Regions from separate parts of the Mus musculus genome. Here regions 1, 2, 4, 5, 6 and 7 are each linked to region 3. Evidence: chromatin contacts called from public HiChIP or PLAC-seq and promoter capture Hi-C data. All regions are on one chromosome and are shown on one strand. Each heading gives the region's core, a stretch centred on a gene start, on an enhancer-like site or on the middle of the called end of the contact. The rest is flanking DNA. Distances are from core to core; before and after follow the strand shown. Region 1 holds the start of Mtfp1 (mitochondrial fission process 1). Region 2 holds the start of Xbp1 (X-box binding protein 1). Region 3 holds the start of Ascc2 (activating signal cointegrator 1 complex subunit 2). Region 4 holds the start of Sec14l4 (SEC14-like lipid binding 4). Region 5 holds the start of Osbp2 (oxysterol binding protein 2). Region 6 holds the start of Sec14l2 (SEC14-like lipid binding 2). Region 7 holds the start of Pes1 (pescadillo ribosomal biogenesis factor 1).

Evidence for each region. Promoter capture Hi-C pulls out the DNA fragments that hold promoters and counts their contacts. HiChIP or PLAC-seq counts read pairs in DNA pulled down with a chosen protein or histone mark.
Region 1: a contact with region 3 is called in an H3K27ac HiChIP or PLAC-seq map of extraembryonic endoderm stem cells, with 7 times the contacts expected there. The contact joins the promoter of Mtfp1 here to the promoter of Ascc2 in region 3. A contact is called at or near these places in 1 of 39 promoter capture datasets (embryonic stem cells), 2 of 115 datasets of contacts at active chromatin or transcription factors (acute myeloid leukemia and extraembryonic endoderm stem cells) and 1 of 9 other capture datasets (liver).
Region 2: a contact with region 3 is called in a promoter capture Hi-C map of liver, with 2.0 times the contacts expected there. The contact joins the promoter of Xbp1 here to the promoter of Ascc2 in region 3.
Region 4: a promoter capture Hi-C map of liver shows a contact between it and region 3, with 4 times the contacts expected there. The contact joins the promoter of Sec14l4 here to the promoter of Ascc2 in region 3. A contact is called at or near these places in 3 of 39 promoter capture datasets (the SN4741 cell line, hippocampal neurons and liver) and 1 of 9 other capture datasets (adipose tissue).
Region 5: a contact with region 3 is called in a promoter capture Hi-C map of liver, with 3 times the contacts expected there. The contact joins the promoter of Osbp2 here to the promoter of Ascc2 in region 3. A contact is called at or near these places in 2 of 39 promoter capture datasets (both in liver).
Region 6: a contact with region 3 is called in a promoter capture Hi-C map of liver, with 5 times the contacts expected there. The contact joins the promoter of Sec14l2 here to the promoter of Ascc2 in region 3. A contact is called at or near these places in 9 of 39 promoter capture datasets (the 3T3-L1 cell line, the SN4741 cell line, embryonic stem cells and 3 more), 6 of 115 datasets of contacts at active chromatin or transcription factors (astrocytes, embryonic hindbrain, fetal liver and 3 more) and 2 of 9 other capture datasets (embryonic stem cells and liver).
Region 7: a contact with region 3 is called in a promoter capture Hi-C map of liver, with 7 times the contacts expected there. The contact joins the promoter of Pes1 here to the promoter of Ascc2 in region 3. A contact is called at or near these places in 7 of 39 promoter capture datasets (the 3T3-L1 cell line, the C10 cell line, hippocampal neurons and 3 more) and 2 of 115 datasets of contacts at active chromatin or transcription factors (double positive thymocytes and embryonic stem cells).

The regions. Positions count from the first base shown.
Region 1 is chr11:4,093,948-4,097,834 of GRCm38.p6, forward strand. Mtfp1 (mitochondrial fission process 1) reads right to left here and starts at 1,484. Exons shown (of 4, transcript NM_026443.4): 1 at 1,269-1,484; 2 at 442-569; 3 at 1-86. The coding sequence starts at 1,335. It overlaps Gm51935 (a long non-coding RNA gene), which reads left to right. Exons shown (of 3, transcript XR_003949843.1): 3 at 707-795. It overlaps Sec14l2 (SEC14-like lipid binding 2), which reads right to left. Exons shown (of 12, transcript NM_144520.2): 12 at 3,092-3,887.
Region 2 is chr11:5,518,313-5,522,550 of GRCm38.p6, forward strand. It overlaps Xbp1 (X-box binding protein 1), which reads left to right and starts at 2,329. Exons shown (of 6, transcript NM_001271730.1): 1 at 2,329-2,888; 2 at 3,611-3,707. The coding sequence starts at 2,683.
Region 3 is chr11:4,635,301-4,639,184 of GRCm38.p6, forward strand. Ascc2 (activating signal cointegrator 1 complex subunit 2) reads left to right here and starts at 2,450. Exons shown (of 20, transcript NM_029291.2): 1 at 2,450-2,522.
Region 4 is chr11:4,030,484-4,034,589 of GRCm38.p6, forward strand. Sec14l4 (SEC14-like lipid binding 4) reads left to right here and starts at 1,299. Exons shown (of 12, transcript NM_146013.1): 1 at 1,299-1,416. The coding sequence starts at 1,363.
Region 5 is chr11:3,862,238-3,866,072 of GRCm38.p6, forward strand. It overlaps Osbp2 (oxysterol binding protein 2), which reads right to left and starts at 1,666. Exons shown (of 14, transcript NM_152818.3): 1 at 996-1,666. The coding sequence starts at 1,630.
Region 6 is chr11:4,116,481-4,120,575 of GRCm38.p6, forward strand. It overlaps Sec14l2 (SEC14-like lipid binding 2), which reads right to left and starts at 2,249. Exons shown (of 12, transcript NM_144520.2): 1 at 2,145-2,249; 2 at 201-276. The coding sequence starts at 2,198. It overlaps Gm51934 (a long non-coding RNA gene), which reads left to right and starts at 1,869. Exons shown (of 3, transcript XR_003949841.1): 1 at 1,869-2,480.
Region 7 is chr11:3,961,031-3,965,251 of GRCm38.p6, forward strand. Pes1 (pescadillo ribosomal biogenesis factor 1) reads left to right here and starts at 2,945. Exons shown (of 15, transcript NM_022889.3): 1 at 2,945-3,030. The coding sequence starts at 3,007.

The sequences.
Region 1 (3,887 bases), core at 234-2,733, 540 kb before region 3:
GCCACAGAGGCCAGAGACTGCCACACAAAGGTGTCGACCACAGCCAGGGCCATTCTGGTGTTGCGGCCTGCTTCAGGGCTTGGCACCTGAAAGGTACAAAGACATTTAGCCCAGCTGGGGCAGAGGTAGGAAACCTATAGACAGAAGCATGCCGGTGGACCAAGGAGGAAGAACATGCGGAGGTAGTAGGGTAGAAGGCAGCTGGGTGGAGGACTGGGCTGTACTACATTCAGGGTTGGGGGTGATTTGCCCACATCCAGGAGAGGTACCAACTGTCACCTCCTACCCAAATGGTTTGGTCGGGTGGGGATGAACAATCCTACAAACAAGATTAGCTTATGGACTGCACTATGAGACGCTAACGGGGATAGGGCTGTCCCCACTGCAAGACTGCATACCACCCACACTAGGATGGGTTGGAAAGGGTTAATTAACACTCACCTCTCCTGCCTTCTTGCCTTTGTCTATGGCATCGGCCAGGACATAGGAGCTGGACACACCATAGCTCAACCACACCACAGCTGCAGGAACCAGCGAGCGGAAAGCCTCCCCCACCTCATTGGCGTAGCCTGGAGGGAAAAGGCATTTAACTCTCTGGCCCTTTCCACAAGGGGGCGCTACACAGAAAGCTGCTTCTAACCCTAACCTCTTAAACTACAGTGCGGCAGGTGACCTCAGTCAAGTAACTTTACCTTTTGGTTTCTAGGCCCGCGGACTGACACCGACAATGAAGTTCATGGCTCACTGATCAAAGTCCCCAGCCGTGGTTCTGGGGATCTGCACCAGGGAGGCGACCGGAGGCCACCGAATCACTGAGGGTGGGCTCCACTGACCAGTATCAAGTGCCAGGTCTTTTAAGGCCTTACCTCAGCCCGCTCTTACAGTCAGCACCCGACAGGAGTGCCTCGCATTCAGCCCTTTTTACAGAAGAGAAAACTGAAGCTTAGGAAGAGCCTGGGAAAGGCAGACTTGCTAGGAGTCCAGATCCTCTGACGCCATGGCTAGTGCACGGTCATGGCAGAGGGCAACCCACACACTCGGTTTGTGCCTCCAGAAGAGCCCCGTGGACAGATCTGAACCAACAGGGTTGTGTGACCTTGGACAAGTCCCTAGCCTTCTCCTGAGCCCTGTCTCCAGGCCAAGCCGAATAAGAACTAAGCCCCTTTTCAGACTCCAGATCGGCAACCCGGTCCATTGCTTCCCCCCCCCCCCCGCCCCCAGCCCCTCCGGAGTGGTGGGGTCGCTGCGTCTGTCACTCCCACGCTCACCCAGGTAGCGCACCCACGTGTCCCGGTAGAGGTCGCGCTCGGCGCCCTGCCGCTGCTGCTCCGACATGACTTCCCCGGCAAGGTTGGAGTCGCTGCAGATTAGAGTCTCACCACAACTGTGTCTCCACTAGCACTTGGCTAACACCAGGCAAGAACCCGCCAGTAGTCCGAGGCTGAAGGACGGGTCCCGCTATCGCTAACGCCACTGCAGGGAGTGTCTGAAAATTGCCTTATACAACATCCAAGCCCCTCTCCTAGGCTTGGGTTTTGCAGACAGATGGTCTTGTTTTCTCTGAGCAGTTAATGCAAAACTCTCCCAGACATGACTAGTTTTTGGAGTTAAATAGGTCAGAGTTCCAATCGGAGAATGGAATCTTCTTAGGTGTGCGGCTTCTAGGAAAGGTGTATTTCTCTGAGCCGCGGTTCGTGTGTAAATGGGAGGCGTGCCAACATTCACTGCCTTAGACAGTCGCAAGGACTAATTAATTATAACAGTCATCATGTGTCCAGTAGACTCAAGTTTGCTTCCTTAAGCTCTGGCACTAGCGTAGGGTCCTACTTTACAGTAGGGAAATAGAGACACAAAGAGGACAGCCACTCTCCTGACTCATGCAACTGTTAAAATGGAAAAGGGAGCTAGGGAGTTATTACAAGGGGCAAAAGCACTCTGAATCCTCTGGGATTTCAGAGGGGCAATGCTATGGCCCCTAGAGACAAATCCTACTTGGGCCGCCTAGTAGATGTAAGCCACTTACACACACACACACACACACACCGCCCCTCCCCCCACTCCCCACCCCGGTCCCAACGACCACGTCTGTAAAGCAAAATGGGTGAGAATGGAGAGATGGCTCAGTGGTTAAGAGCGCTTACAGCTCTTCCAGAGGGCCGGAGTTCCAGTCCCAGCATCTACACGGGTGTCTCACAGCCATCTGTAACTCCATCTCGGGGGAATCTGACACTTCTGGTTTCCACAGGCAGCACCCACCTCCCCCAAACACACACACCTATACATTCACACATGAGACACACAGATAAATTCAAATAAATATGGCCTTAAATCTCTTATAAGCCAGGCATGGTGTTGCATGCTTTCATCTCAGAATGTAGGAGGCAGAAACAGGTAGTATTATGTGCGTTCGAGACCAGCCCTGTCTACACAGGGAGTTTCAGGCCTGGTTGGAGGCTACACAGTACAAAAAATATCCAGCTAGGTAAGAACAGGGTCTTATCTAGCTTTGCACAGTTCTTTTAGCTTTTTTAGATCCGAAAGGTGTATACCGACTCCCTTCGGAAGCCAGTGTTTTCAGCCCGTGTCTTCTTGAAACTTGTGGGTCACCGGGGACTGAGCCCGGCGCGGGTGGGAAGGTAGAGTGCTGGAGCGGAATTAGGAGACGGTCCCTAAAGCCACGTGACGCTAACCCTCGGCCTCCCTCCCATTTAGTACCCGCTGCGCCGGTCACCGCGGGAGAACCGCCCAACCCGTCTGGAACCACCGAATGGGGCGGGGCCTCCGCCCTCACCGTGAAGGCTCTCGGGAGCATCCGAATGCCTTGAACAAAGATGGCGGACGACGCTCACCGGCTGAACCAATCGGAAGGCAACTTGTTAGGACTTCGGAGAACGTTGTCGCGAGAGGAGAGGAAAGGGACGTTACTGTCTCTCTGTGCGTGCCTGTGTCCGAGTGTCGTGAGAGTAGAGGGGAAAGGAACAGAACATGTGTGTGTGTGTGTGTAATTTTAGCCTGCTACTTGGCATCTGAAAATTTGGGGTCTAATGTAAGAGACCGCTAGGAAGCCGGCGATGGGCAATGAATTCTGCTCTTTGCTTTGAAAATTGATCACTTTATTCATTGGTTAATGTACCTAACAGCATTGTAAACCAAGGCCAGGCTGTGCCCCTGAGATGTGTGACTAGATCCTGGGTAGCCTCGGCCCTCTCTGCTTGCCATCCCTGCACCTGCCCAGAGCTCCCTCCGCTTCCTGAGACGAGGCTGGGCCAACGCCTCGTTCAGAGGAAAAGGCAGACCCCGCAAGGGCCTGGGGCATCCTTCCTGAATTCTGGGCAGCCTGTAACCTGGCTCTCAAGTTGTGTGGGGTCAAGAGCTTTTTATTGCAAGGTCACCTGTGCCTGGCCCCCCTCTTTACCCTGGCTCAAATGTTTGCCCAGCTATGGCTACCTTCCCGGGAAACCGCCCACCCTGGCTACCTGCATCCCCAGGCAAGAGGAAGCCACTGCTGCTATTACACGCCTCCACAGAGAAGGGCCCACCAAGCCCTTGCTCCTGTCAGGAGACTGGTTCTCAGGCACTGTGGGAGACTGGACTGGGAAGTGCACTCAGTGCTGTCTCAGCCCCAATTGTCATCTTTGTGTAGGGCTGCTCAAGCGGAGGGTTACTTAGTGAGAGGCTTGGGGCCCACCCACCGCCTCCTTGGTCCTTTCCTATCTATGATCCCTGAAATTAATTACCCTTGTGCTTGTGGAGGGTTTAAACAGGCAGCCAGTGGAACCCAGGAGTTAATGAGGTTCTGGGGGGGGGGGCTGTTAGCCTTCCTTCCAGTGCTGACTTGGGTTACTCCTGAGATTGGGGGGGGGGGGGGACGAGAGACTCAAGGCTTA
Region 2 (4,238 bases), core at 1,079-3,578, 880 kb after region 3:
TCTCTGGGTTTAATATCTTGGTCTAAATTGCTCTCTTACTGCCAACGGGTGCCTCCTCTTCCAAATGAGCCTGGCTCTCCTCCCTGGATGACTTGGGGGACCAAGAACCAGAACCTAGATAGATCAGAGATCTAGGGTAAAACCAAACTTTGCTGGTTTAGAACAAACAAAACAAAACAAAAAACTCAAGCAACCAACAAAACAACCAGTTCTAGCCTCCTGCGTGACTTTGCCACAGGCCAAGGGATCCAGGGTAAAGCCTGGCTCTGTTTTCACAAGGAACATTTTATTTTCTCCTTATTAAAACAATACTAATGTGGGGTCTGGAGAGATGGCTCAGTGGTTAAGAACACTGACTGCTCTTCTAGAGGTTCTGAGTTCAAGTTCCAGCACCCACATGGTGGCTCACAACCATCTGAAATGGGATCCGATGCCCTCTTCTGGTGTATCTGGAGAGTGAGTGTATTCACATACATAAAATGAATAAATCTAAAAAAAAAAAAAAAAAAAAAAACCTCAAAAAAAGCAAAACCAAAACAACCTGATGCATGGGGGTGGTTGGGAGAGGGCTGGGGGTGAGGATGCTGTGTTCTCTGGTGATGAGCTGGAGGCCTTGGATGGGGCGGCAGGGAGGAGGGTAAGTCTATGGGGGTATCCCTAGCTGAGATTCCTACCAGAGGGGGATATAGAGACTGAAGTGGCCACCTCCTGTAGCCAGGCAAGACTTCTAGAGGAGAGAAGGGGACATCAATCGCCTTGCCTATAAGAAGTGCAGGGATAAAGATGGAGCAGACCAATATAGCCAACCAATGCCCGGCCCAACTTGAGATCCATCCCATGTGAGAGAGCGGATCCCTGACACTACTAATGATGCTCTGCTAAGCTTGCAGTCAGGAGCCTAGCATAACTGTCTTCCGAGAGGCTTCATCCAGTAGCAGATGGAGACAGATGCAGAGACCCACAGCTAAGCATTGAGTTGAGCTGGGAGTCTTGTGGAAGAGATGGGAATAGAACTGAGCAGTGGAAGGGGGTCAAGGATGCCCCAAGGAGACATACAGAGTCAACTAACCTGGGACCATGGGGGCTCACAGAGCCTGGGCCACTGACAAGGAAACCTACAGGAGCTGAACTTATCCCCCCCACCCCCATCTGTAGCAAACGTGCAGCCTGGTCTGTATGTGGGTCCCCTAACAAGTGGAGTGGAGCTATCTTGGTCTCTGTTCCCTGCCATTGGATCCCCTCCGCCTCCCTGGACTGCCTGGTTGGGCCTCAATGGGAGATGTTGTACCTAGTCCTGCTGAGACTAGATGTCCCAGGGTAGGGTGGTATCAAAGAGGTATTCTCTAAGGAGAAGGGGAGGGAGCAATGGGGGGGGGGGATTTGTAAGGGTGGGACTAGGAAGAGGGGGCTATGATTGGGATATAAAGTGAATAAAAAATAAATTATTGGAAATAGGAAAAGGAAAAAAAATACTAATGTAGGGGTGGCTGTGTAGGTGAAAAACGCCCAGCACCCAGGTGAAAGGTTGGCAAGGCTGAGCCTGATCGTAACCCCAGTGGCAGAGAGCAGAGACAAGCAGACCATGGAGGTGTAATGGCCAGCCAGCATAGCCTCAGGGGCAAGCTTCAAGTGCACTGACTCTTATAAGGCGGAAAGCAATAGAAGAGTACACTCTCCCCCACCCCATCCCATCCCCTGAAACCTATTTCCACCCCCTCCTCACTCCCATTCCCTAATGAAAGGAATACTAAAGTCTGGAGGTATATATAGCTCAGTGGTATCTCTAGTTCCACAGTAAAGGGGAATAGTGGAGTGCTAGAGCATTAGGTTCTGGGGTCTGGCTCCAGCACAGCAAAACAAAGACAACAGTGATAAAAGCTCATACCAGAAGAGATCAGAAATAAGAAGAAAAACGAAACCACATGTATTCTCACTATGCAGACTTTATTTACTAATCCCTTACTACATGCTAGCCAAGGCTCTAGTGTTTTCTTTTAAAGTTATTAATTTATATCAATTAATTTATATGAAATAGGGTTTGATCTATAGCCCCAGCTGGCCTAGCTAGACCTCCCTATGTAGCCCAGGCTGCTCTCAAACTGGCAATAAAGTGCTGAGATTACAAGTGAGTACTACCCTGCTACATTTAGTTTTGCAATCATCTCATTTTCTAAAGACTCATTTTGTGAAAATTTCCCAGGTGTGTGTGTGTGTCCGCTAACCCTAAGCCGGATATGCCACCAGTTCAATTTTCTGCTGTACTGGGAAGTGGGGGGGGGGGGGGGACGGGACGGGGGACGTAGCGCCGGACATTAAAATGGGGTCGGGCTAGGGTAAAACCGTGAGACTCGGTCTGGAAATCTGGCCTGAGAGGACAGCCTGGCAATCCTCAGCCGGGGTGGGGACGTCTGCCGAAGATCCTTGGACTCCAGCAACCAGTGGTCGCCACCGTCCATCCACCCTAAGGCCCAGTTTGCACGGCGGAGAACAGCTGTGCAGCCACGCTGGACACTCACCCCGCCCGAGTTGAGCCCGCCCCCGGGACTACAGGACCAATAAGTGATGAATATACCCGCGCGTCACGGAGCACCGGCCAATCGCGGACGGCCACGACCCTAGAAAGGCTGGGCGCGGCAGGAGGCCACGGGGCGGTGGCGGCGCTGGCGTAGACGTTTCCTGGCTATGGTGGTGGTGGCAGCGGCGCCGAGCGCGGCCACGGCGGCCCCCAAAGTGCTACTCTTATCTGGCCAGCCCGCCTCCGGCGGCCGGGCGCTGCCGCTCATGGTACCCGGTCCGCGGGCAGCAGGGTCGGAGGCGAGCGGGACACCGCAGGCTCGCAAGCGGCAGCGGCTCACGCACCTGAGCCCGGAGGAGAAAGCGCTGCGGAGGTGGGCCCGGCGGGCAAGGCTGGGGCGCGGGGCGGCAGGACTGGGATTGGGACTCTCTCGTGTGTGCCAGCTGGTGGGCTCCGTACGGTGGGTTAGATTCACCTCTAGTGTCTAACCTGGGAAGCGGAGCTGAGGGGGATGCCCCTCCGAAGGTCTGCGTCGGGGGTGTGTGCAGGAGCTCCCGACACAGGCACAGAAGAAGGTGCCCGACGCCCAGTCCTCTGTAAATGCTCGCTCTTTGTGGTCGTAGGGTAGGAACCGCTCCAGCTGTCATTGCAGCCACTTGGGAACCCCACCCTGGGAACCGAGTCCACAGCGTCCGGCATCCCGAGAGTTTGGCTTGGGGAGGGACAGTTGGTAGCGTCCCCGCCGCCTTCACGGATATCGCTCTAGCAAGGAGCCTGTGGGACGGAATTGGACCCAGAAAGTAGCGGGGGAGGAGGGAAGAAGCATATGACGCAACGGGAATGTATCAGCCCGGTGGTAAAATGAGATCCGGGTGGACAGCCGCACGGGAGAGAATCAAGCAAGTCTTCAAGGCCTGTGGATAGAAAGCAGCGTGTGTATGCGTGTGCGTGTGCGTTTTGATAGGAGCTTTAAGCGTGTTTACTTGCTAAGCCTTATTCTGTAAAGTCAACGAAAGCACCAGCTGGCCACGTCTACAAATGAAGACACATGAAAGCTGGAGATGACTCAGTTATGTTCCCTGTCTCCTCCCCAAGGAAACTGAAAAACAGAGTAGCAGCGCAGACTGCTCGAGATAGAAAGAAAGCCCGGATGAGCGAGCTGGAGCAGCAAGTGGTGGATTTGGAAGAAGAGGTAAAGGGACTTCAGGCCATGCTTTCATCCCATCCATATCAGGGCCCATCCTAAACTGCTTCAGCCCTTTAGAATACAACCCAAAGTGCCATTTAAAGTTTAACCAGCCTAGCAGATAGGCCGTGAAAGCAGACGTGACTCACCCTGGCCTGCCCTCCCCTCGGAGATTAGCCAGGTTGGATAGATCATTGGTTGCTTAAGCTGTAGCGCCGCCTGTCTTTGCCAAAGGCTCACTAACGCTGCCCTTCCTTCTGGGATCCCCCCCCCCCCGCGCGCCCCCAATCCTCCCACCCTCTGTATCCTTTCTGCTGTCAGTGCCCTTTTGTGCCCCTCCACCCCGGCATCCTTTTACCCTTTGGGGAGTTATTTTAGTTTCTAAGTTAAGTTTAGTTAACTTTAGCTATTTCTAGCGTTTCTAGGCATTGCCACATTTACGTCCATTTATATGCGCACGTGCGCCCTGGTTTGAGTTTGGGTCACCTCACTTTGTAATACACTTTCCAAATTTATACATTTTCCCTGCTAGTTTCC
Region 3 (3,884 bases), core at 1,200-3,699:
AACAAAAAAACCAAAACACTTTTTATAAAACAGAAAGAAAATTGTTGAGCTATGTATGGTGATTTAAGCCTGTAATGCTAACTTTTACTTAAATGATGGAGGCAGGAGGATTATGAACTCAAGCCCAGCCTGAGTGAGCTTCATAATAAGCATACTGAAACCCCATCAAGAGAAAGAAAGAAAGAGAGAGAGAAAGAAAGAAAGAAGAAAGAGTAGAAGATAGAAAAGAAAGAAAGAAAGAAAGAAAGAAAGAGAGTAGGAGAGAGGAAAGAAAGAAAGAAGAAAGAAAGAAAGAAAGAAAGAAAGAAAGAAAGAAAGAGGGGCTGGAGAGATGGCTCAGCAGGTAAGAGCACCCGACTGCTCTTCCGAAGGTCCGGAGTTCAAATCCCAGCAACCACATGGTGGCTCACAACCATCTGTAACGAGATCTGACTCCCTCTTCTGGAGTGTCTGAAGACAGCTACAGTGTACTTACATATAATAAATAATAAATAAATCTTTTAAAAAAAAGAAAGAAAGAAAGAAAGTAGGAGAGAGAGAGAAGAAAGAAAGAAAGAGTAGGAGAGAGGAAAGAAAGAAAGAAGAAAGAAAGAAAGAAGAAAGAAAGAAAGAAAGAAAGAAAGAAAGAAAGAGAGAGGGTAGGAGAGAGAGAGAAGAAAGAAAGAAAGAAAGAAAGAAAGAAAGAGAGAGAGAGAGAGAGAGAGAGAAAGGAAGGAAGGAAGGAAGGAAGGAAGAAAGAAAGAAAGAAAGAAAGAAAGAAAGAAAGAAAAGAAAGGAAGGAAGAAAGAAAGAGCAAACTAGATAGTGATGGTACACAGCTTTAATCCCAGCTCTTGGGAGACAGAGGCAGGCAAATCTGAGTTCAAGGCCAACCTGGCCTACAGTTTATTATTAGTTAATAAACTTAGTTACAGTTTACTATTAGTTCCAGGAGGGCCAGAGTTACACAGAGAAACACTGTCAGAGAGACAGACAGACAGACAGGCAGGCAGAGAGATAGACAGACAGACAGAGAGAAACAGAGAGAAAGAGACAGAGACAGAGACAGACAGACAGACAGACAGACAGGACATGGTTTGTGAATTTGGAAGCAAATTCTTTTTGGACCTTCAGCTGGGACTCCAACCCTGGCTGATACCTTGATTGAAGTCTTGTGGGACACTCAGATGTAAACAGGACTTGCTAAGTCATGCCTAGATCCGTTGTTTATTTATTGTTTTTCAAAACAGAGTTTCTGTGTAACAGCCCTGGCTGTTCTGGAACTAACTTTGTAGACCAGGCTAGCCTTGAACTCACAGAGATAAGCCTGCCTCTGCCTCCCTAGTGCTGGGATTAAAGTCCTGTGCCACCACCACCCAGTCAGGTTTAGATTCTTAATCAAAGAAAATGTGGGCTGTTTTGTAATAAGCTGCAAAGTCTGTGAGAACTTTTTTCGTGGTGAAATATAACCAATTAGCACACTCCTCCCATTTCTGGTTTAGAGCCCATCTACCCACTAATTCAGCCGCTTAACATCTCTCCCATTACTTCACAACTATTTGCTTGTTTTCCTGACAATGTGAGCCCTTCCACAGTATAGCCCTGGCTGTCCTGGAACCCTCAGTCATTCCTCAGCCTCCCAAGGGCTAGAATTACAGGCTGCACCAGCAGCAGCAGCTGGCTATTACCCACTAGTTTTCTGTGATGATCCTTATCCAGCCTTGGGAGCCACTAGCTCTTCACCATCTGAGACATTTCTTTGGAAAAAATGTATCCTGTTCTTAAAATAGCTATACTCAGCCTTTCTGATTTAAACAACATGTGGTAGACACTTTTAACTCCAGCATCTGCGAGGCTGAAGCAGGAGGATAGTCATCAGTTCCAAGCTATACTGAGTTACACAGTGAGTTTTGGGTCAGCTTGCCTACAGTGTACCCGGCTAAATACATGGACAAATCTTAAGTGTACAATTTGCTAAGTCTGCCTAAGTAAACCCATCTGTCCGTCTGTGTATGTGGCCACCGCCAAGATGAAGACCTCCATTTTCATTTGTGGGATCTTCCTGTTTACTAACCTAAGAAGTAACCACCATCAAAAGCCATAACTACACATTTTTAACTGTTTTAGAGCGTTCGGTAAGTGAACTATACGAGCTCATCTGCCTTCCTCTGCTCTCTCAACGTCACATTTGTGATTTTGACTCGTTCAAACTTCTCTGGATTAAATTTGAAAACTGGTAACTGAGTAGGGTGGAAGCCTGGATTTCTGAGAGCTTCCCAAACTGGATTGCCTTAACCCAGGAGGGTGGCCACCAAGAGGGAGTGGTCAGGGTCAAATTCCTGCGCCTCCAGGGGGCGGGGTCGTCTCTGTGGGGCGTGGCCGTGGCATTCCCCACCTCCACAGTTGGCGCCGGGGGCGGGGCCAGGCAGAGCAGGTTGGCTTCCTTTCTGCGCCTACGGAATCGCAGTTTGACCCCGGAAGTGCTGGATCTGTGGAAGCTGTGGTGTTTTGCAGCTGAACATCTCGGGTGTGGAGCCGGGGAGGTAAGTACGTGCCGGGGCCCCACCGGTGGTGCTCGGGAGGAGCCAGGACCGTGCTTCGGGCGCCCTCGGCACCCTCCAGCCCACGGGCTTCGCGGCGGAGCCAGGCTTACACTGCCCCAGCCGCTGTGATTCCCCCCACTTGGAGAACCAGAGCCTGGAGTTCCGGTTCATTTTAAGGCTTGGTCCTAGAGAGACCTGGGACGATCCCCGGTCCCCACCACCTTCTCCCAAGCTTCAGTTTCCTCCATGTTCATTCATTTGTTCAGCATGTATTTGTTGATCGACAGCCACGTGCCTAGTACAGACCTAGGCGCAGAGGGTACAAAGAGCAGGACAGACGAGGCTCTGCTCTCGTGAAGCTTACAGTCTAGAGGAAGGAGACAGTTACACATTAAAGATATGACAGTGAGTAACAAGGAGAGAGACTACAGGGAGAAGACCAGAGAAGGTTTTCTGATAGAGAAACTAAAGCAACAGTAGCTCCGAGATGCTCTCTGGCATATTACAACTGTTGATTATATCACGACCCTCCACCCGTCCACCCGGAAACAGTTAACTATTGATTGGCCTCTGCTGCTTTGCCCAGCATAGACTGTAGAGTGGTGCACACCGGTCCTGGTCCTTTTAAAACTCAAAGTCTAGTGCCTGCGTACATAGTTGGGACTGAAGCATCTAGAGTCAGATGTGATGACACATACTTGTAATCTCAGCACTCAGGAGGTTGAGTCAGAAAGATTGGTTCAAAAACAGCTTAGGCTACATGAGACCCTGTCTACGATGTAACAAAATTAATTAATTAATTGATTCATATATATATATATGTATATATATATGAATGAATGCGAGGAAAGAGTGGTGTGTGATGTTGCATATAGTAGTGTATACCAGCACTCAGGACACTGAGGCAGGAGATTGCTACAGTTAAGAGCCAGTTTATATGGCAAGACCTTGTTTCCTAGTATTTGAAAACAAAATTATGTTAATGCCAAGAAAAGCACTTAGAAGAGCACTCAGTATCTAACAAACATGCTGCTCTTGTCTTATCAATATGTCTTATATTGCCAGGGCTGGGCCAGACATATTGACTTGTCAATATGTTTTATATCACCTGGTAAGAAATAGCTGGTCATATCCTCAGCTTGTCTGTGAGGACATAGTGACTTCCTCCTCCTAGCCTTGATGTATTCATGTGTGTCATATGCTCTTTTGCTGGCATGCCTTTTGAAAGGGTTCGTTGATCTCCATTGCATGGCTGGCCCAATACACATGTCCTTCCTGTGGATAAGGCCAAGGTGTTATTTTAAAAAAAGAGAACACTGGGTGGGAACACTGACGAGCTGCTCTGCTCATTTGGTTTTGTAT
Region 4 (4,106 bases), core at 49-2,548, 610 kb before region 3:
AGTTCTAGGACAGCCAGGGCTACACAGAGAAACCCTGTCTCAAAAAAAGAAAAAAAGAAAAAGAAAATGTTCTATAGATTTGCCAGTAGCCTAATCTGATGGAGGCTTTCTCAAAGGTGCTCCCTCCTTTCTGATAACTTTAGCTTGTGTCAAGTTTATATAAAATTACCCAGAATACCAGACTTGATGGCCCCTGCCTGTAATCCCTTCACTGGGGAGGTGGAAGCCGAAAGATCAAGAGTTCAAGATTCTCCGTGGTTACACAGTGAGTCTGAAACATCTTGGCCTACGTAAGAACCCTGTCTTTTTTTAAAAGTGTATTTTGTATATTTCAGAATATCTGAAGTTATAATATGAACATACATGTATCAGTAGGAAAACTGAATAAAATAGTTACTGTTTCTGGTGCTAAGTCATTGAAATCTGATTTGCCGTTTCTACCTAGCACAGGCCATACTTGTTCCTGACCAACCACATCTCCAACAGACAATAGTCCAAAGGACAGTGAGCCCTTGCTTGGTCACCCCCTACCTAAAACTTAATTTGATCCATGGGACGACAGAGGGGAAAGGTGTCAGTGGCCTGTTTCACTATCTCCTCCCTGCTCAGGTGCCACCTGCTTTGCAGAAAATTCATGCCAAGGCAGCCTGTGTTTTCTCATCCTACCCAGAGAGGTCAGCCTACTCAGTGTGGCTGCCTCCCACCCTCTACCTCCCAGAGGCTCACCCCTGGGCCATCCTGTAGTTCCCGCCTGAGCTGACGGCCTTCATAGAGTGTTGAAACTGTGTGTGCCGTGCCAGGCATTCTGCTAACACAGGAGACATGGTCTTACCTAATCCCTCCTAACTTCTAGAGGTCTGGAGCCATTTGGCAAATAAGGGCTCTCCTGGCCAGCAAACATTTGTGGAGCGCAGCCTGTGTTCAAGGTCGGGGGAGGGGGGCTGGGCTCTCCTTGGGCAAAAGGACTCAGAAGTGGTGACATTTTCAACTCCCACTTGGCTCCGGAAGTGTGTGCTCCACGTACCTGTCCTTAGGTGAGCACTTTCTTAACACCCACTCCCCACACACCTACAGTCCCACCCCCTGAAAGCGCGTGAAGACCTGGAGGTGAGGGCCACTTGCTACCTCAGACTCTCAGGACACCTCTTGAGATCTGGTCACCTCTCTGTCCCCTTAAGGTAGGCTTGATGACCTGGGGCAGACAAAACAAAAGAAAAACAAAAACAGGGGAGCACTGGGTAGGGCGGGGCAGGAACAGGGATTCTCCCTTGGGGCGGGCCTCCCTTGGGGCGGGATCAGCAGCAGACCTGCTAAGTAAAGCCCTGTGAAGGTGGCAGCAGCTGAGGCCTAGCAGAGAGCACCATGAGAGGACAAGTCGGGGACCTGAGCCCGCAGCAGCAGGAGGCTCTGGCCAGGGTAAGGGGTGAGGGGTGAGGCGGGAGGGAAGGCACGGGAGCCAAGCAGAACCCAAGCGGCCCGCATTGGCTACAGCTTTATGCAGGGACTGGTTGGCGAAGCCAGCGCCTCCCGCGCACACCTGGGCTAGGACCTCTCTCTACCTCTGAGCAACTGCCGGTGTGTGTGCGTGCGCGTGTGTGCGTGTGCGTGTGTGTGTTTGCAAGTTTAGCCTTCCAGCACAGCTCCCACCACCCATCCCTGGCCTCTGTTCCCAGGCCAGTGACTTCTGCCAGGCAGATTAGGAGATCCCTGCCAGATTGCAACAGTGTTTGGTTTGGTTTCTGTTGCTCGGGTTCCCAGTCTTCTCCCTATCAGACTTACTTGTTTACTTTTAATTATGACAGAGAAATAGAGGGGCTAGGGGTCTGATTTTTGAGAGCCTCCTGCAGGCTGTACCTGGAGAAGGGAAAGGCTATGAGGAAGGGGAGTCCCATCCAGGTTCTCATTCAACCTCGTTTGAAGGGGAAGCTTAAGAATTGTGACAGGTACTGAAGGTGTTTAAGTCTGGAATCCCAAGCCTTGCGAGACAAAGACCAGAAGATTGTGGGTTCAAGGCCAGCCTGAATTTAGTGACACTGTCTCAAGGAACAAGAGATGAACGGCTTGTTTTGTAGTGTCTCCCATGCGGAAGAACCTTACAGGGAGACATGAGAATCCTGGGTGAAGGAGGGGACCTGGAGATTCAGCCATTAAGGGGTCCTTAGTGGAACAGGAAGGACCCTCTGATGAGACTCCCAGGGCTGATGGTCTCAGAAGGCACCCGGTGCCTCCTGAGTTCTTTTGGAACTGGAAACATGGTCTCTGGGAGTGGACTATGATAGAGAACCCCACCAGCCACTCCTACTTTCTCCACTAACTAAAAGTAACAAATGCTTGCTATGTTAAAACATATAGGAAGAGAAAGGAGGAAGGAGGGGGAGGCTAAGGACGGCCCAGAGCTCTGTACTGCCTTGCCCCGGATCACTTCCTTCCAGAGTCCTCCTGAGCTAGGGTGGGCCACTGTGGTCACACTTCAGACACACAGTCTTCAGTGTGGCACTGTAAGGTGGCTTCTCTCCAGGCTGAGTTAGAAGTCACCTGGAGGGGAGGATAGGTATAGCTTTGTTTTTTACAGGGCACTGGCCCCTTTCACACCCTCCAACCCCCACCCCTGACAAAATTTCCTTTGGCTCCTGAGGATGCAGCTGCTTTCTGGTGTGAATCCTCCCTTTGCCTGCTGGGAGCCAGGCTTCAAACCTACCGCTTGTGTGCACCCGAGAACATCACACGGAATGGCAGAGAGGGGCGGCTATGAATTTACCAAAAAACAAAAAGGCCAAAGAGGAGAAGTTGTTTTTTTTTTGGGGGGGGGGGTCTGTTTGTTTGTTTGTTTGTTTGTAGATTTATTTATTTGTGTATAGGAGCACTTTATCTGCATGTCAGAATTGGGCATCAGATCCCATTACAGATGGTTGTGAGCCACCACGTGGTTGCTGGGGATTAAACTCAGGACCTCTGGAAGAGCAGTCAGTTCTCTTAACCGCTGAGCCATCTCTGCAGCCCAAGGAGACGTTGTTAAATGCACAGCTGCACAGTGATAATCCCAGAGAAGAGACCATGCCAACTCAGGTGGTGTCGGCCGGTCTGTCACAGCAGCTAACTGGAAGTTTAGTCATCTCATAGGCTACTTGTGCAGGGTCATCAGCTGCACCGAGGCTGGCTTTAGTAAACTGCAGAGCACCAGTTATTTCCAGACTGGCCTCTAGGTGTTAGGCTGTAAATGTTAGTATCCGGCATCGTGCATCATCAGGCCCCAAGTGCTCATGTTCCCCTTGCTACAGTGTAGGAATTTCTACCTTTACGTTTGGCCTTTTTTTTTTTTTCACATATTTTTAATTGTGTAAGCAAAGCCAAATGCAGTCCCATGTCATCCTCTGCTGGATTATCATTATTAGCCTGGCGTGGTAGCATACACCGTTAATCCCAACCCTGGGGAGGCAGAGGTAGGATGACCTCTTTGAGTTCCAGGCCAGTCTGGTTTACACAGTAAGACCTTGTCTCAAAATAAAAATTATTATTGCTGCTTTTAAGAAATTTGGGGTATCTAGCCCTGAATGGCTTCAAACCCACCAGATCCACCTACATCTGCCTCTTGGGTACTAGGCCCAGGCTTATAGAGGTGTGTGTGTGTGTGTGTGTGTGTGTGTGTGTGAGACTATACGAGTGTTTTACCTGAATGCACATCTGTGCATCACATGTGTGCCTGGTGCTGGAGAGGGACAGAAGAGGGGAATTGGATCTCCTGAAACTGGAGTTAGAGATGGTGGTGGGACTCGATATGAGTGCTAGGAATCAAACTTGGGTCCTCTGGAGGAAGATCCAGTTATCTTTAACTGATGAGCTATCTCTCCAACCCTGTAGGTTTTCTTTCTTCCTCTTTTTGAGATATGCTTTCCATTTGTAGCCCAGGCTCGTCGAAAACTCATGATCCCCCTGTCTCAACTTCCTGAGTGCTAGGGCTACAGACTTGTGCCATCAAACCTGGTTTACGTGTTTATTTTAAACACATTCAAGCCTTTGATTGGGCAAATTTGACATTACCTTCATTTCACAAATGAGGAAGAGAAACTCAGAAAGAGTAACCTTCTCTAATTCCAACCATCAGGATG
Region 5 (3,835 bases), core at 416-2,915, 770 kb before region 3:
AAGGCCCCTGACTCTCAACTTGGTGCAAGGGTCACATTTAACCAGTGGAGCACGAATATTCTCAGCCATACCACACTTAGCAAGCCTCTGCACCAGGCGCCTTGTCTCCAAAGGGCTCAGCAGAACCTGAAGTACTATTAGCGGAGGAAACCCAAGCTTTGGCCAACAACATGGTGGGAAAATCTGTCTAACAGTGAAGAAGGCCTTCTTGAAGAGTTGACTCTGAACCAGCCTCACAGTCCTCACACGGAAACTTTTAGAAAAGCCATCCCTCGGGTGCTTTCCTCAGGCCTATCTCAGGAGGGATTCAGCGGGAGACCTAGACACTGCTGCAGCAACCCCACTTAGTTTGAGAAGCTCTCATCTAGAGCGGCCTGAGATCTCAAAGCTTGCAATCCCAGGAAACAGCTAGTGAGAAAGGGAAGGAAGTCCAGCTTTAGCAGGAGGTCGTGCCAGCTCTGTCTCTACTGCAGCTCCGAAACCCAAGCTACTTCTGGAATAAGCAAGGGAACAGGAAAGCATTATCTGCTGCAAAATGTCAACTTGGGGTCCCAGGGGGTACACACTATGTCTGCTCTATCTGTGGGTCAGCGAGTCCCAGCCCAAGGCCTGGCCACCAGCAGGTGTCAGCAAAGGTAGGAAACAAATGAAGTAACCACGGGAGGTGGGACCCACAGTCCTTCCCAAGAGAGGGGTTCACTAGCTGCCTCCCTCCATGAACACAGTGAACCAGACGCAGCCCCTGGTTCCATGACCACCAAAAACAGGAGGGGAACAAAAGACCTACTCCACCCATCTCCCCACTCATCCTTTTAAACTCAAGCTTGCCAGAGGCCATGTCCACAGGTCACGTCTTCCCTTGGCAGTTGACAGGCATTACTTCTACAGAAGTTCATGCAAACATCTCAGAAGGGTTATGGTGACACCCACCCCACAGTCGAGGCCGGCCACCACCACCCTCCAACCACAGATGTCCTACCTCGGTACTTCCGTACCTGTAGTAGGACAGCAGGCCATTGCCGAGCACGAACCAACGGCGCTGGTAGCCCTTCAGGTAGTTAGTCCACTTGAGGAGCCAACCCTTGTAGCTGTCCAGAGGTGGTGAGACCATTTGGACACCAATCCCTGACACCGGAGTCCCGACAGAAATCTTCGCCTGTCCTTGTCGCAGAAAAGACTGGGTCTTTGGCACCAGCTTGGACTCGGGTTTGGTGACGGGCAAACTCCCTACTGTTGACTGCAGCGGGGACGGCATTGCCAGCTCTGGCGAAGCTTTGATGATGGACACAGACCTTGTGCCGTTCTCTGACCCCGGCCACAAGCCCTGTAGTTCCGATTCCTGCCCAACCCCTGAAGGCCTTGGCACAGACGTCGTCTGGGACCCAGGTTCGGATCTCGACGCCGGCTCAGAAATTGGCTGGCACACCTGTTTCGACAGCAACTCCCGCTCTGGTGCCTGCACAGGCTGGAGCTGAGGCTTTGACGCTGGTCCTGAGCCGAACGCGGATGAGTTCATGCCCGGCGCCGCCGTGTGGCAGGACAAGCAGGGCACAACCGTGAACAGCGACGAGAGCCCGCGGGAGCGGCCAGCGCAGCCGCCGCCTCGGCTCAGAGCGGCCGCTTTCCCCATAGAGCTGTGGACCCGAGCTCGGCGGAGCGCGGAGTGGGGGCGGGGCGGGGCGGGAGTGGGTGGGGCCTGTTCGGAGGGAGTGGCGGGGCGGAGCCGGGCGGGGTTGGTGGAGGAGTGGACGGGATGGGTGGAGCCCTCACGTGAGCGACAGAGATCGGGTGCGCGTGGGTCCCTCCGCCGCTCTGGCTAAGGTGGAAGGAACCCCGTGGGCCAAGAGTTAGGCAGACGACGTGGAAGGCACTTCACGCTTCAGGCTGCTGTCCCTCCTGTGCCAGGCGCTGGGAGAACAATGGTGAATGAAAGCCACGCGGTGCGCTCGCCACGCAACTCTGAGCAATGGGTGGGTCGTGGACAGCAAATCTCAAACCCTGGGAGTCCGACCTGAGGAAATCCAGCCTAGGCCCTCTCCCTAGTTGTGGGAACTGTAGCCACTCCACAAACTTCTGTTGGCTCATCTATACAATGAAGATAATACCTCCTTCAAAGGCTGTAATAAGATGGTGCATATGAGGCACATTTGGCAGAGTAGATGCTCCGAGAGCATCATTGAGTTATTAACTAGAGAGTTCTGTGGTACATTTTGTCAGCGACCAGAGCAGGAGATGAGAGCAAGGTTGACAAGCTTGGGAAGCAGCCACTGTGCATGCACGTGTCAGATGTGTGTGCAGCCCTCAGGGAAGGAAGCTAACTAATAAATTCTTAACGAGATGTTTCGACTCCTGAAACAAATTGCCAAGCTACCTAAGATGACAGGCCTGTCATTAGTTCTACCAAATTTGGGCAAGAGTCACAGAAGAGACAAGGTCTACAGAGTTAGAGAAACAAGAAAGACCTTCAAGGAGAAACCGCTGTGTACAAAGACCCAAACCAGGGAGAACAGCTTGTCTGGCAAATAGCTAATAGCTCAGTGTTTTGTCAAGAGGAGGGCAGGACACAGAACAGCTGCCCCACACCCCACCACAAGGAATGCCCTTTATCCTAGAGAAACCAAAGCTTCTAGAAACAAGGGAAATTTATTTTCATTTTTAAAGTGGGGGGGGGGGGGAAGGAGGTGAGATGGCTCAGTGGGTAAGAGCACTGACTGCTCTTCCAAAGGTCCTGAGTTCAATTCCCAGCAACCATATGGTGGCTCACAACCATCTGTAGTGAGATCTGATGCCCTCCTCTGGTGTGTCTGAAGACAGCTAGAGTGTACTTACATATAACAATAAATAAATCTTTGTGCCTGAGTGAACAGAGGTCCTGAATTCAATTCCCAGAACAGAAACCACATGAAGGCTCACAATCATCTGTATAGCTACAGTATACTCATAAACATAAGATAAAATAAATAAATCTTTTAAAATAAAGTGTGTTGAAACAGAGTCTTTATATGTAGTCCAGGCTGGTCTCCATCTGGAAATGTTTGTTTCTTAGAACCAGAGTTCTGGGATTACAGACGTGAGCCATTATACCTGGCCCAGAGCTTTCACTCTTAATATTCTGGACAAAAAAAAAGAAAAACTTTAAAATCTCTGATCTTTCCCAAAGAAATGTCAACTCCAAGTCTGGAGCAGGAAATGCACAAGATAGACAGAGCCACCCGGAGCAGGAGCGATGGCCAGTCTTGCTAAGGACCTGGGATTCAGGTCCCAGAACTCACACTGCAGCTCACACCATCTACAACTCCAGTCCCAGGGAGCCAATGCCCTTTTATGGCCTCTACAGGCACAAATGTGGTGTATGGGCATCTATGGGAAGGCAAAACAGCCATGCACATTTAAAAAATAAATAAATAAAAGGAGGAAAGAATAGATGAACTTATCTGGAAGATCTTGTCATAGTCAGAAGCAAAGAGTCATTCAGGACTACTGTGTTAACATGTTTTATCCAAAGAACTCAGGAGTCAATTTAAACATGACCTTATATGTTGTGTCCGGCTAGCAGATCACAGGTCTGGGTTCTAGCCTGGAAAGGCACTTTGGAAACCTGGAAGAGAAGAGGGGCTAGGCTGCGCGAGATAAGGACGGAACCAAGACAAGGCTCGGCTCAAGGTTCAATTTTAATGTCAGCAAACACGCTTTATAAAGAAAAAGGGAGGCCCGTCCCTGGCCAAGCAAGTTCCTTAGAAGTAGATAGGTCAGCTTTTTAGTGGGAACTTTCGAAGATGAAGATCAAAGTTCGGTGCTAACTCCGGAAAGTCTTGGAAGAGAACCGGTTCGGCCT
Region 6 (4,095 bases), core at 999-3,498, 520 kb before region 3:
CAGAGACTCGCATCTTCTTCCTGCCTGCAGCTCACCCAGCAAGTCCCTTCACCTGTCTGAGCTTCCGTGTCTGTATCCTGTAGAAGGGCTGGGGCCTGGGGGGATTGCCAGCTGTCTTTCTGTCCCAGCCTGCCAGGGATTCCAGAGGACATCCTTCTATTGTCCAGAACACACCCCTGTCCCAGCCCCTCTTCCCTCACCTCGGAGCCATCGAAGGAGGAAGTAGTCATCTGGATTGGGCAGGGTGGGCAGCACGTCCTGAACATTTTCTCGGAACTATAGGGAGAGACAGCTGGGTGAGTGGGCGGGCCCATCTCCCTCTGCCCAGAGCACTCCTCCATCGGGGCCTTTGCCAGAGCCCTCCTTTACAACGATTGTAGACACTGGCTGTGTTGCAAGGGGAGCTGGGTAGGAGAGGAGGGCACAGAAAGGGAAGAGGACACTGCCCTGCCTCACTTATGAGCATATCTCCCTGCTAATCTGATGGGCAAGTGGGTGTGTTCCCAGCCAACAGTGAGAGATAGCAGGCACTCTGGCCATGCCACAGCAAACGCTGTCTGTATGCCAAGCACCTGTCATGTGTACAGCACTGGTCTTGGCACTCTCCCAGAGTCTTACATCTCTCCCAGAGCCCCTAGAGGTGTCGCTGTCCCCATTTTACAGATGGAGAGATGAAAGACAAAGAGGCTCAGCAACACTTCCAACATCTGGATGCAGATGTGAGTCCAGATCCAGGCTCTTTCCTCTGCAGCCTTCCTGCCGCCTTGGTAAAGGAATGGGGAACAAAGGAAAGGAAGCTGGTAGTCTCAAATGACTTTGTTCAAAAATGATAGTGGAGCTAGTTTGAAAGACTACAAAAGAAGCCAAGGGAGGGGGGTGGACAACCATGATGGAGCAGACAGCTCCTGCAGGTGGCCACAAAAGGGAAACATACTAGGAAAGCCACCAAGGGAGGTGGACAGTGACCCAGGATAGCCACCCCTATCCCTGATCTCTCACTACCCAGTAGTAAACAGGCAGCCCCAAGCCTCCTACAACAGCAGAGACCTTTATCTGGTTACTGACCTGTAGGACACCTCCAGAGAGGACCAATGAGGACTGGCCACCTCTGCCCTTTGCCTTAGGTCAGCTAGGTCTAATCAGACCCTCCCATCCCCCAAAAGCAGCTCCCAGAGTTAGGACAATGGTCATCTAAACAACAAGCAGAAGGCCACCCTTCACCAAGGACCTCACCTAGCCCCTGGCTTAATCCCCACCAAACCTATGCCCAACAGACTTAGCCTGCACGTCAGCAGCAAACCTGGCATGGGAAAAAAGTCACACACAGCAGCCACATCTGCTGCCACACTCTGGAATAAATAAGAAACTGCACAACTGGGAACACTGGGGCTGGACCCCATCAATTCTGATCCCGTGCAACTGAGGAGATAAAGTCTTTTGGCCAGAAGTGCCAGCTCCCGAACTTGAATGGAGTAGATAAGTCCCTGTCTGCCCAGGTGCCAAGGCAAAGCCTGGTCAGGTCCTTTCCTTTTGAGTGGCATCACTAAGTTCAGGCAAGGGTCTGGGTTGCCAGGGTGGGGAGAGCTCTTCTCTCCGAAAGGATTCCAACCTAGTGAATCCCGGACATCTTAGACTTCACACACAAGAGGTGCCCGACAGACAACTCCTCTAATTTCATCGAAGAGCACAGCACACAGGACAGGGTTTGGCCCAAGGTCGCACAGTGACTTAGTGCCTTGAAAGAGCTAGGGGGAGTTTGCCAAGGAACTGTCAGGGACCCTTCCATATGCCACTGCCCCAAAAGAGAAAAACCTCCCGGAAATGGGAGGAAACCTGGGGCCCTGCCCCTGTCCCACGGCCCTGCTACCAGTCCCTGCCAGCCCGGAGGATGAATGTTGCCTTTGTGCCCTCAGCTGCCTCCCAAGGCTTCCAAGCAACCACTTCTTCCCAAGGGGGCACCTCTGGGGCTGCTCATGCTGAAGATCGCGATGACCAAACTTCCCGAGGTCCTCACCCTGAAGGAGAAGCGGTCCGCTGGGCACTAGCCAAGCGGGGGCGATCAGTCGCCCGCCCGCGAGGACAGTCCCTTACAGCCGCTTTTCAGCCAGGAGCGAGGGCCACAGACAGACCAAGAGCAAGCTCACCTTGGCCAGTGCCTCCTCCTGTTTGGGGCTCAGGTCACCGACTCTGCCGCTCATCGTGGCTCAGCCTTGGGGCGCGGTGCCTGCGGCAGCTGATGGAGCTCCGACTCGTTTGCCGCCGCCGCAGCCGCTGGAGTAAAGTCCCAGTCTTTGGCCGAGGCCCCGGGGCTGGCGGCCAAGACCCGCCTCTTAAAGGAGCCCGAGGGGCGGGGCGAGACGCGCAGAGGCCCTGGATTGGAGCCAGAATGCTTGCTCATACACCTGAGGAGCTACTTGGGTCTGGATCCTCATCCTAACCAAGAGGAAGCTGGAAAGCTCTAGCAAACGACGTCTTCTAAGGTGCGACTCCACAAGGCTGGACCGGGCTGCTCTCATAGCTTTCCTTACCCCAAAATGTTGACAGCTCTCTGGTGCCCACTGAAAAGGGATGCCCCTTAAGCGTCTTTCTGCCTGTAGGAACTGTGGTGTTCACTCTGCCATCTGCTTATGGTCACTACTACCAGCTCTGCTTGGGAGTGAGAGTTGACCCCCAGGGTTGCCGATGTAACTCAGTGGCAGAAGGCTTGCCACTGAGTTACGCGCACGACCTTAAGTCGGATTCCCAGCACTGCATGGTCATAGTGGCACATTCCAACACATACCTGAGATCCCAGCATTGGAGAAGCAGAAGTTCTGATCACCCTTAGCTTATTTATTGGGCTTGAGGCAAGCCCAGAATACAAACAAATAAACCAAATGGAGTGGACAGCCTTTTCCCTCTACCTGCAGAGCAGGCATGGTAAAGACCATGGCATCTAGCTGAAGAGAAAGGAAGACCAGCCTCCCCACTAAGACCCAGGTCTCTGCGTCTGATCTTCCCTGCTCTCTGGGAGCCACACCTGAAGCTCTCACATCTCAGTTGGCATGCTCTGCTTCCTCTGTGGAAGTGAGGAGGCTCAGGTTTGAGGGCCCGTGTCCCACGGGTGTCTACGGGGTCCTTTGCCTCACTGCACTGTTGCTTCTTCTCTAACCGAGGGTGATCATGGGCAGGAGGCTAATGGAAGTTAATGTACACAATTCTCAGGTTTGACTTCTTGTGGCCACCTCCTTGCTGTCCATTGCTGGCTGCCTAGCCAGATCTTGGCCGTAGGCTAGACAGAGAGGAAACCACACTGGAAGCCAGAGCCCACAGCAGCCCTGCTGTGCTTATCTGCTTCCCAGCTCTGGCCAAGAGCCTGCGGACTCCCCGCTAGTGACAAGTTTGACTAGTGAGTGGGTGGACTCTGACAGCTGTAGCCTAGCAGCCTCTTGTCCAGCCTATACCATCAGACTGCCTCCCGCCCCCCAGTTACTACTTCTGGCTCACACAATAGAGTTCATAGCCTTCTCCTGCTAGAGCCCTCGCCACTTTGATCTTACTTCCATGGTGATACCTGGTCACAGGGCCAGGGCCATTTTGTCTTCCTACTGTATGCCAAGCAGGAGGCATTGTTCTGGAACCCAGGAATATTTAGACACCACCTTTTGGTCCCAAACTTACTAAAGAGAACACAAGAGCAAGGCAGATGGCCAAGAAGAAGACAATCCTCAACTTCTTTCGGCACAGTAGCCTGAGCTAAGTTCTGGTGGCAGGTGCAAAGTGTAGCTACAGTCAGAGATGTGGAGGCAGCAGAGTGACCAGGGTGGGGCAGGACACGTGGTGCCTAAAACCTTGGTGCGACCTTCCTTAGGAACATTGACCTTCTAGACCGTGAGACCCACGGGACACACTGCCTTGCTTCAGTTATCAGAGTCCTACAAACCCTGCATCCTGCTCCTATAAACATGGATGGAGCATGGTGGAACACATATGTAATACAGCACTCAGGGCTAAGGTAGGAAGGCCAGCCTGGGCTCAAAGAATGACAAGTATTGGAGGGGAAAGCAGGGGGGACAGAAGGGGAGGGTCTTGACGCTCTGTGCTGGGGGTGGTCTG
Region 7 (4,221 bases), core at 1,695-4,194, 670 kb before region 3:
ACTACTCTAAAAACCTTTCAAGAGGCAGTCAGCCAAGCTCTGACCACAGAGATAAAAAGCCCAAAATGGGGCCACAAAATCCGACCAATCCCAGGCCACTCTGGAAAGCCCCAACCCCAAGAAGCCCTATGTAAAGCCTGCCTTCTGCTCAGTTCTTTAGTGCTTTTCTCCCAGGCAGAGGCAGCCAACTTCTTGTCTTTCCCAATGAATTTCTTTCTTCTTTTTTTTTTTTTTTTTTTCCGAGACAGGGTTTCTCTGTGTAGCCTTGACTGTCCTGGAACTCACTCTGTAGACCAGGCTGGCCTCGAACTCAGAGACCTGCCTGCCTCTACCTCCCAAGTGCTGGGATTTAAGGCGTGCGCTACCATGCCGGGCTCCCAATGAATTTCTTGTGAGGTTTTTTTGTGCAGTGTGACTTTGTGGTTTTCCTTAGCTCCTGACTGCCAAGATGCCTTTCCCCTCAGAGCTGTAACACCTCAGTGTTCATGTGCGAATGTGCAACTATTGTGGTGCTAGGAAGCACTCATGAACCCCAAAACAACACCAAGGAGCCCTTTCCAATGTAATAGCATTAGGGTCTCTTTATGACAAGCCCTGGCTTGGGCCCCCCTCTAATCCAACCCTGACATAGCAGGATGGGAAGGGAAGGAGGAACAGCCTCGAACAGGATACATTTTATAGGAAAATAGGAGCAAGTGAGGGATGAGGGAGGGGGTGTCAAGTCTGGCAAGCATCTCATAGAGTGACTATAAGCCAACAGGTTAGTGCTCTGAAGAAAGACCGTATACAATCACAAATGGTCTGAAAATGCATCTGAAACCGACTAATCTTTGATTAACTGTTGTTAGGGAGTAGCTAGGGAGTGACTCTGGCCAACAGCAAGCCGTGGGGTCCTTCCTGGTACATGGGTACAGCTTGGGCTCTGCTGCAGGTCATGTTCTCAGGCTCCCTTTTCTTTAAGATGAAGGCTGGGCCCAAGATGGAGTAGGTTTGGCCTCTCACTATATGTTCAGATGTGTATGAATAAAGTTGACTGGTTGTTTTGTTTTAGTGTTTTTGTTGTTGTTGTTTTGACAGGATTTCCCTGCATGGCCCCCACTCTCCTGGAACTAACTCTATAGACTAGTCTGGCCCTGGACTCAGAGATCCTACTGCCTCTGTTTCCAGGGTGCTGGGAATAAAGGTGTTTGCCACCACGCCTAGCTGATGTTTCCCCTTTTTAAAAGAAAGAGAAGTGCTTGCTAAACCTAAAACTGCTAACTTTTGTAATGCTAGGCTGACTGGCAAGTGAGCTTAAGGGATCCAATTATCCCATGTCCAAATTAGTGATTCCCTTCTCTCTCCTACCAGATCTGGTATTACAGCCCCCACTGCAACTTTTGTTTTGTTTTCTTGAGACAAGGTTTCTTTTGTGACTCTGGCTGTCCTGGACCGCACTCTGAGGACCAGGTTGGCCTAGAACTCAGAGATTCACCAGCCTCTGCCTTCCGAGTGCCTGCACACAACTTTTTTTTTTTTTTTGGATTTTGGTACTTTATTTTAGTATAAATATATATTCAACATATGGAAATCACAGTTTCTTTTTTAAAGAGATAAATATGCTTACTGTATCAAGTATACAAAACCACTCTTATAAATACTGATAAAGAGAATGTTCATTCTTATTAAACTCATCTTTCAAAGTTACATTTCAGCTATACATGACTTTAAGCAGAAAACCAAGAATTTTTTTAACATTTTGAAGTAAAAGTAATAAAATTTAAAGGAAATTGATAAAAAAGTCATAAATTTTAACTTTTTTATAAACATGAAATTACCACCTTTAAGACTGACTTAAACCTATCATCAGATCTCATAAGTTTAAAAATTATCTTTATAGATGGAATGATATGTTTTAAATGTGCGCACAACTTTTATGTGTGTGTTGCAGATCTGAACTCCATATCCTTATGCTTGCATGTCAGGAATTCTGTCCACTGGGCCATCTCCTCAGTCCTGTTTTGTTTTCTTGGTTTTGTTGTTTTGAAACACTATCTCTAGCACAGGCTGGCCTGAAACTTGTGCTCTCCCAGCCTCAGACTCCTGTGTGCTGGGATTACAGGCACCACCATCATGCTATGCCTTCCATTATTTTTCTTTCTTTTCATTTTTGTTTTGTTTCGACAGTGCGTCACTCAATACCCTCGCTGTCCTGGAACTTAGCCTCGGACTCACAGAGATCCGTCCCTTCTGCCTCAACTCATTCCCCAAATATAAGCAGTTCCTTAGACCCTCTCCGTGTCCGTGGGAGGTCAAAGGTCGGCCTTTGCTCTATTTTATTCTAACTTGAACAAACTAGGTGCAGCTGAATCTAAGGTCAACAAGGCAAAATCTGGTCAGCTGGGTTTACAACGCCTAGCAACCGTTGCCATGACAATTGAACTCCCTTAAACTCACTGGCCTAGCATTACAAAAACTAGTAGCTTTAGGTTTAGTGAGCATTTCTGTTTTTGTTTGTTTGTTTGGTTGGTTTGGTTTTTAAAGAAAACATCAGCCAGGCGTGGTGACACACATCTTTAATCCCAGTACTCTGGAGGCAGAGGCAGGCGGATCTCTGGATTAGAGGCCAAACTACAGAGCTCTCTGAATCCCAGAAGGCTCCGGGCTGTCTGTCTCCCATCCCTTCAGTCCTGCTGTATCCCAAAATGCACTGGGGCTCGCGTGCTCAAACAACCGTGTCTAGGGTGCTTATAAAACTGCCTAAATTTCCATGTTGCTTTAAAGCTTGTCTATAGATTTTGGTAACTAAGAAAAGAACTGAAAGAACTACCACAATTGTTGAGCTTTAGAGAATTTGGTTGTAAATAACGAGGTCGCCAAAAGCACAACTTTCTCTGGATTTGTACAGGCATATTTTCAGACAGCCCTCAGCTGGCGGCGTGGGGTCCTTCAGGGCCCTAGGCAGGGCACGTGCGGGAGGAAGTAGCTCTGGTGTTCTGGCTGCCTTGAATTTCTCAACGTGGAGCTATGGGAGGTCTGGAGAAGAAGAAGGTGAGTGAGTTCCAGCGGAGGTCGGAGCTCCGGCTTTATCACTTTCCCTGGCCTCTGGGGACCGAGAAGTCTTGAGACGGCCGCCGGAGCGAACCTTCTGCACGTAGGCCCCTGGAAGCCGGGAAGAACTGTGACGGGCTTTCTGTGGAAGGAGTTGTGGAGACAGGCGGAGCCGCCAAAAGAGTGATCAGTGACCAACGGGACGTAGAATTCATTATCAAGACTTGGGACTTTCTTAATTGAGCCAGGCCCGGTCCTAGGTACTGGGAATTGAGAAGTAAGCAGTCAGATGCGGCCCCGCTTTCCCAGTGTCAACTTCAGATAAAGTGGCTAAGGGTTTTTAAGTGCGCTCCTGAGAAAGGGAGGGAGGGAGGAGCAGTAGAGTGGAGAGTATCAACAGGCGCTTAATCCGATTAGTGTTGTCTTGTAGGTCCTCTTCTGACGTAGCATTTTAGTGGAAATCAGTACTTAAAGAACACTTTAGTCTGGGGCATGAAAATGTTGGGAAGTGTGGATGGTCCCCAACCTTCCCCTAAGAGAATTCTCGGCACTCAGAGAAAGGAGAGACTAATATCAGCGTGCAGCTGTAGCTTCCAGCCGTCTCTTAGCCGTCTCTGTGTTTGATGGTTTATATGGGGTTAGGCGTTGTCACAATCTTATATTTTAGGATGACCCTTTTGTTCCTTTACAGGCTCTGGTTATGATAGTTTTATCTTTAGCAGATGGAACTTGCTATCCGTGTGATATTGGTGGTGCTCAATTCTCAAGGGAGAAAATGACCTTTTTTTTTTTTTTCTTTAGAAAAGGGGAAAGGGTGAGCAGGTTAAAAGCAGAAGTCAGTGCAGTTTTAGCTCTGTTGTCTCAGATTAGAGACAGTTTCTTCTTCCTATGCAACCTTGTTTCCCAAGTTTAAGCTTCTTAATCATAATTAATGTGAAAGCTTGCTGTTTTTCTTTTTTCATTCAGAAGTGCTTAGCAGAGAAAACAGAAGTGAATTCCACGGCCAGTAGGAAAGAGAGGCAGGTGGTGTGCAGGGTTTTGGACAGACAGTAGCATGGCTGTGAGATGTAAATAAGTGAGGTGCTGTCTAGGTGAGGCTGGGGCCGTATCATGTGAGGCTGGAACTTATTCTGAGTGGAGAAGACAAAGAAAGTAAGTGACTTGATCTGAGTTATTCTTGCTTCTGTAAGG